Linked DNA regions of Gadus morhua: region 2 is linked to region 1. The links are chromatin contacts, called in public Hi-C maps. All regions are on one chromosome and are shown on one strand. The core of a region is the stretch at or near the end of the contact, and the rest is flanking DNA. Distances in the headings are between cores, read along the strand shown.

Region 1 (3,251 bases), core at 242-2,741:
CCAACACACACCAATACAACACAAACGCCAATACAACACAAACAACACACACCAATACAAAAAACCAACAACACCCCTTGCATAACTCAAACGAGACACACAAACATTTTAATTATTTATCTGATTCCACCAATCACATTATAACTGACAGGATTCAAATATTTTCAGAGATGAGATAGTGCTTTGTTCAAGGGTACAAAAAAGGTACTTCATAATTTTGTACCAGCCCATACATGCTATTTCCATGTAGAGATCATACAAACAGCCTATTTCAAGTAGCAGCACTTCCCTCTTGTCGCTGTTTAAAAACATAACATCAGGGGTGTTAGGGATGTTAAAAAACACATCAATAGAGCTGCTAAACCAATCTGGAATAATACGTGAATGTTAGTACATGATCAGATTTTCTGGAAATACTTCCTTAAGAGTGCTAGCAATAGGATTGACAATTCAGTCATGGCGTGCAATATAAAGTCCTTTATACATATTACAGCCATTTAAAATATGGGTAACTGATTAATGTTGATGGCCAAAGTCTGAGTGCATTATACTGTGTGGATGATGGCAAGGTACAATGGCAGATTGTATTTGGTAGGTAGCACCTGCAGTCTGGCTCTGACAGTTAAGTCTAGGAATGCTAGCTTTTCCTGCATTCTGAGTCCGGTCCAGTGTTGTTAGGTCTCTGTTTGTTTAATGTTAAGAAGGAATCTGTTGTGTTCTGTAGTGTGTTGTGGCACGTTGTGATAAACAGTAGTCTCTTGCACAACACCCCTTGCATAACTCAAACCACACACACACACACACACACACACACACACACACACACACACACACACACACACACACACACACACACACACACACACACACACACACACACACACACACACAGTTGAGTTACTGGTGTCATGTTTGTCAAGTGACTAGAACTGGAAGTAGGCCTAGTTATAACATTAAAAGGGAAATACATTAAGAAAGTTGTAGGCTAGATATTTACGTGCAACAATTATTCCGTTGGCATGACAAAAACAATGTGTAAACACAACTTGGTGTCACCAGTAAGCTGCAGACACATGGCCAACAGCAGGCAGTACAGGTCGGTCACATGGCCACTGGTGACGGTGAGTTACAAATCACAGAAACCAACAACACACGTGCAACACAGAGTTGTAGGCTCGAGGGCGGATTTGTTACATTACCCTGCGGTGCAGATCAGAAATAAGTGACTGACAGCCAGTTTCATGTCAAAGGAACACGTCAACGCGTCGGGGACAGGTGATCCCACCGTGACGTCATCTGTCAGCCGTCCTATGAAGTATATTCAAACAGCGCCTCGTTGTTAATAAACAGAGGCGCTGTTTTTTAGAATAATTTTGTTTCCCTTCAGTGAAATAAACGTAATAAACCCAGTAAAATAAACGTAATCAACTTAATCAACGCAGTCTAATAAACCTAATAAACTTCTTAGGACGGCCGTTGGATGACGTCACTGCCGGATCTGGCATCGTAGACACGTGACCCTGCAGTGACGTCATCCGTCCTACTAAGTTTATGTCTAACAAACAGCGCCTCTCTGTGGAGACACATTGATAAACCATCACCTCCACAATGTTATTCATATTATTTTTTTTACTTAATGCTCTGAACAGGGCAGTCAGTGTCGTGTGTGTGTAGTAGAGTTATTCAAAGATGATTGAGTAAAAAATGAAGCCAGAGCTCACATCAAATTATGTATTCAAATAATCTGGAGGCAAGAGTAATGTATATCGGTTCAAAGCAACAGGAGGGTCAATGGGGAAAAGCCTCAACAAATAATCCCCTTTAATAAATAGAACACCTTAATTTAGGGGATCCAACTATAAATGGTGACTGATTCACACTCCGATCCAGTGGGTGGCGGTATACCAACCCCAAATAAAAAAACAAATAAAGAAGAAGTGTATTTCCACTGCAAAGCTACCTGGACCTCAGCCTAGGTGATGATACGGATGTCATTGATGCTGAAATGCTGTGATGCTCTCCACAAAGCACACACAAGCAGCAGATCACCGGGGAGCCGATCAGATATAGGAGAAGCGAACAGCGATGAGCACCAGGGTGGCGCAGTCATCCTGCGACCCAGCGGGGATGGGTCAACCAGAAGCCCCGGGTCTCGGCTCCGGAGCCCCGGGTCTCGGCTCCGGAGCCCCGGGTCTCGGCTCCGGAGTCCCGGGTCTCGGCTCCGGAGCCTTGGGTCTGAGTCCACAAGGAGTCCCGGATCTCGGCTCTGGATGCCCAGAGCGGCCCCAGCTCCTGGTCGCGGTACCCGGTTGCGACCCAAGCCGGGTGAACGACCTGCTGGTGCTCCGTCCTTCCGAGTGGTACCGCTGCCGTGGGTCCACCGCAGAGCTGGACCGGAGCAGTAACGACCATGTGGTGTTCTTCCATGGAGATATTCAGGTGAGGGGGGGATGTTGATGGAGACACACCAATACAACACACTAATGCAACACAGACTAGACACACCAAATGTCACCAATACAACACAACACACACCAACACACACCAATACTAAACAAACACACACTATTCATTTACAACACACAACAATACCACACACACCAACACAAACGACACACACGAATACAACACAGACTAGAAACACCAATACAACACACACCAACACAAACAACACACACCAGTACAACACAAACAACAGACAGTCACCTGGGCCCAGTTTCCCGAAAGCATCGTTAGCCTAAGTGGATCGTGAAGTGCGTCGTACGAGCATCGTACAGTTTTCACACCATTTCCCGAAAGCATCGTTGGTAACGACCGTCGTGAAAACGCTCGTAGCTAACGACGAGGACTCCAGGGGTACTCGTAGGATGCTAAGTGCATCGTTAGCCTACTATAGCCTCAGTGGCGTCACCAGCGGACATTCCGTGTATTGGATGCTTTTTAATATAACGCATCCAATAGGTAATCCACAGAATGCCCAGCTTGAATAATTTCGCAACCAAAAACAGTGGTTACCGCCACCTTATTACTCATAGACTACTGTTAGATTCAAATAGGGCCTAGCAAAGATAGACATGTTAGTCAACAACAACATAATTTATTGCAGCAATTTAAAATTCCAAAAATACATGCGCAGCCGAAATGTACCGATCAAACTCCACGTCACAAGGCATATAATAAAATCAAATGATTCCCCTGCTCTTGTGTGGGAGGTCGCTTTCGAGCTGCACTTGGTGTCTGTCTCCCTCTGA
Region 2 (3,146 bases), core at 476-2,975, 140 kb before region 1:
CAGGCTGTTTCCTTACAGGGCGTCTCCTTACAGTCTCTGCAGCATTGGCAGTCAAATACTCGTCTGACCCCATTTGTTTAGTTGAAAGGCTTTTTGGCAAAAGATAAGGAAAGACCAAAACGAGTTAGACTCATGCTTAGGATGAGGTTGCCAGACCAGCGCTCCCCTTCCCATCATGGTTGGCGTGGACCACTTAACGGCCACGTGCAATTACTGGACTGGTATCACATTTTGTTGACACGCCCACCCTGAACTAAACGCGTCTCTAGATGTACAGCCTCATGGACTAAAGGCTTCAGGCTCTAGATGTACCGCCTCATGGACTAAAGGCTTCAGGCTTGTTACGTATTTTAGGAACACAAGCTGTATTTCCCTCACTTAACCAATAGGGGGTAGGACCTAATATATAAGCCGTAAATACTACACATAGCCACAAGGGAAAGCAGGACATTACTGAAGGCTGCAATAGATACTTTAGCCACAGAGGGCAGCATCGCAGACCAGGCGAGGAAAACCGAGGATTACGTCACACCGGTTCCTCTCCAAGTCTTCCGGTCCTCGCTGAGTACATAAAGAAGTCCACCTGGCCATGAAAACCTTAGAACTCTCCCGGCAGCGATTACCATACGTGGGTTTGTGGTTAGGATCAGCTAGGAGAACACTCTCGCACGTGCTAAGGCACATCTCCAATCTCTCTTTACTTCAGAGCATCAGTTTACCATACCGAAAATACTTTATACAAATAAAGTCTCTTTAAAGCTATTCCTTTGGATTCGACCCCTCTTTCCAAGAAGAACATTGCAGGCTCTAGATGTACCGCCTCATGGACTAAAGGCTTCAGGCTCTAGATGTACCACCTCATGGACTAAAGGCTTCAGGCTCTAGATGTACAGCCTCATGGACTAAAGGCTTCAGGCTCTAGATGTACCGCCTCATGGACTAAAGGCTTCAGGCTCTAGATGTACAGCCTCATGGACTAAAGGCTTCAGGCTCTAGATGGAACAGCTTCATGGACTAAAGGCTTCAGTCTGTAGATGTACAGCCTCATGGATTGAAAGCTACAGTCTGTAGATGGTACAGTCTCTAGATGTAAAACCTCATGAACTAAAGGCTTCAGTCTCTAGATGTATAGCCTCATAGACTAAAGGCATTTGTCATTAACAAATCCAACAATAACATAACATTACTGCCCTCATCTGCCCCTGCATGTCTTGGCTTTAGGGTATTGGTGACTAACTTCTAGTGTTAAAGCAATCTTTGGTGATACCGCCTTCTAGTGGAAAAGTGTGTGCATTGGTTGGTTTGGTATTTCACTAATTTTTAAATAAATGTTTTTTATCACATTACTTCAACCGACCAGACATGGACAATTTTCTATTTGTTTATTTACTAAATTGAATTGATTGATGTGCATATGCATACATGCACGTATATTGCTTTTAATATAGGCCTATATATATATTTTAATTAACTTAAGTTTCTATTACATTTTTAAGATACAGTCCTCATGTCCCAAAGTCCTAACACCCACATTTCCCGTCCAACTTGAGTGTTCAGGTTCGATACTTAATACTTTTTATCGTATTTAAAGGAAAGCTGAGTTTGCATGAATTAACTGTATTCATATCTTGAAAGAGTGTCCCTCTCTTGTTCGAAGATAACTACATATCCCAGAATGCCGTTCTTCAGCTAAGTGTAGTCACCTGATAACTACATATCCCGGAATGCCTTGTTTCAGTTAAGTGATGTCACCTGATTGATGTGCTAATGTTTACTATCAGTCGAGGGGCGACAATTCCGTCTTAATAATTGCGGCTAGATTAATCAATGGGTAAATAAATCCAGAAGATAGAAAACAAAGCATACGATAGGATCTATCTACAGATGCTCAGGTAAATGTCTACTTGATCACGGATCGATGTTGGCCATTAGCATGTAGCTATCGTCCAGTAGAAACACTCGCAGCGTTATGCTGTTTAAACATTGTTTTGAGCTGGTTGGCTACATGCATTTAGTTTAGTGCGTTTCCTTGTCCAAATTTTATTATCACAACGTACTTTCAGCATCACAGTTGAATCAGACAGGCAGTGACATAACTATACAGTGTGTGTGTCTGTGTTAGCCTCTGCTTGAATTAAACATGACAACAGGTCACTTTATTGGTGCTGTTTTACCATCACTATGTCATTACAGGTGACTCTTTACCATATATGCATACATTTTCAGTTACAAAAATGACCAGAAGTAATTTTCACATGGTAGACATATCTTTTAACATTATCATGTAGAACCACTTTCATGTGTGCGTTTTTGCAACACACAATCATTGCAGAAACCAGCAGACTACTGTAGGCTTCTGGTTTACATGTCAGCATGCAGCCAGATGAGGGGAGGGATTGATGACCGAATATGTTCTCTTGTATCCTTCTGTGGTCCTCTGTGAGGCCTGACAGATATCCCCAAAAAGTATCCTCTCTAACTGGTTGACAGGTACTGTCATAATAATATCATGATCGTAATAATAAGGATCATGCTCCTCTATCAGACTTGGGTATTGTACTACTTAAACATACTTTTCCATGTTGCTGAATTAAACATGACTTTGAGAACATAAACCTTCCTTCAAACTGGTACCAGGCCATGGTGGGGTTGGATAGATGCATGCTTTATACATAAGCAGACAATGGTAAAAAAGCATACCTTGATATTAATTTGATTAGTTTTCTTTGACATTGCACTATAACTATACGTGTGATGCTGTTATAAATGGTCTAGATTAGAATATAAATGTTCACTTTCTATTAATAAAACAGTTTATTGAACTTTATATTTGTCCTATTGTTGCTTTGTTTACTCAATACTCACTAACATTAGTAGCCCAAAAAATAGCCCAAAGCACAGACAATCAGACATGAAGCTATTATGTGCCTGAGAGTTGCCAGCCTGTTAATATGAGCATGCATTTCGTGTGTGTGTGTGTGTGTGTGTGTGTGTGTGTGTGTGTGTGTGTGTGTGTGTGTGTGTGTGTGTGTGTGTGTGTGTGTGTGTGTGTGTGTGTGTGTGTGTGTGTGTGTGTGTAGCAGGGTCCAGATGGTGTGGGTGTTCATCATGAACCGGATGGGCTCTCAGAGCGCCTCGGCAGCCCA

The links. A called contact is a pair of places that touch in the nucleus more often than the background predicts.
Region 2: a Hi-C map of spleen shows a contact between it and region 1, with 4 times the contacts expected there. The contact joins the promoter of LOC115529602 here to the promoter of ftcdnl1 in region 1. A contact is called at or near these places in 2 of 6 Hi-C or Micro-C datasets (gill and spleen).

Annotation. Positions count from the first base shown.
Region 1 is chr17:18,914,323-18,917,573 of gadMor3.0, reverse strand. It overlaps ftcdnl1 (formiminotransferase cyclodeaminase N-terminal like 1), which reads right to left and starts at 1,491. Exons shown (of 6, transcript XM_030338603.1): 1 at 1,200-1,491. c17h2orf69 (chromosome 17 C2orf69 homolog) reads left to right here and starts at 1,695. Exons shown (of 3, transcript XM_030338602.1): 1 at 1,695-2,439. The coding sequence starts at 2,086.
Region 2 is chr17:19,057,391-19,060,536 of gadMor3.0, reverse strand. LOC115529602 (solute carrier family 35 member F5) reads left to right here and starts at 1,725. Exons shown (of 15, transcript XM_030338432.1): 1 at 1,725-1,892; 2 at 3,084-3,146. The coding sequence starts at 1,885.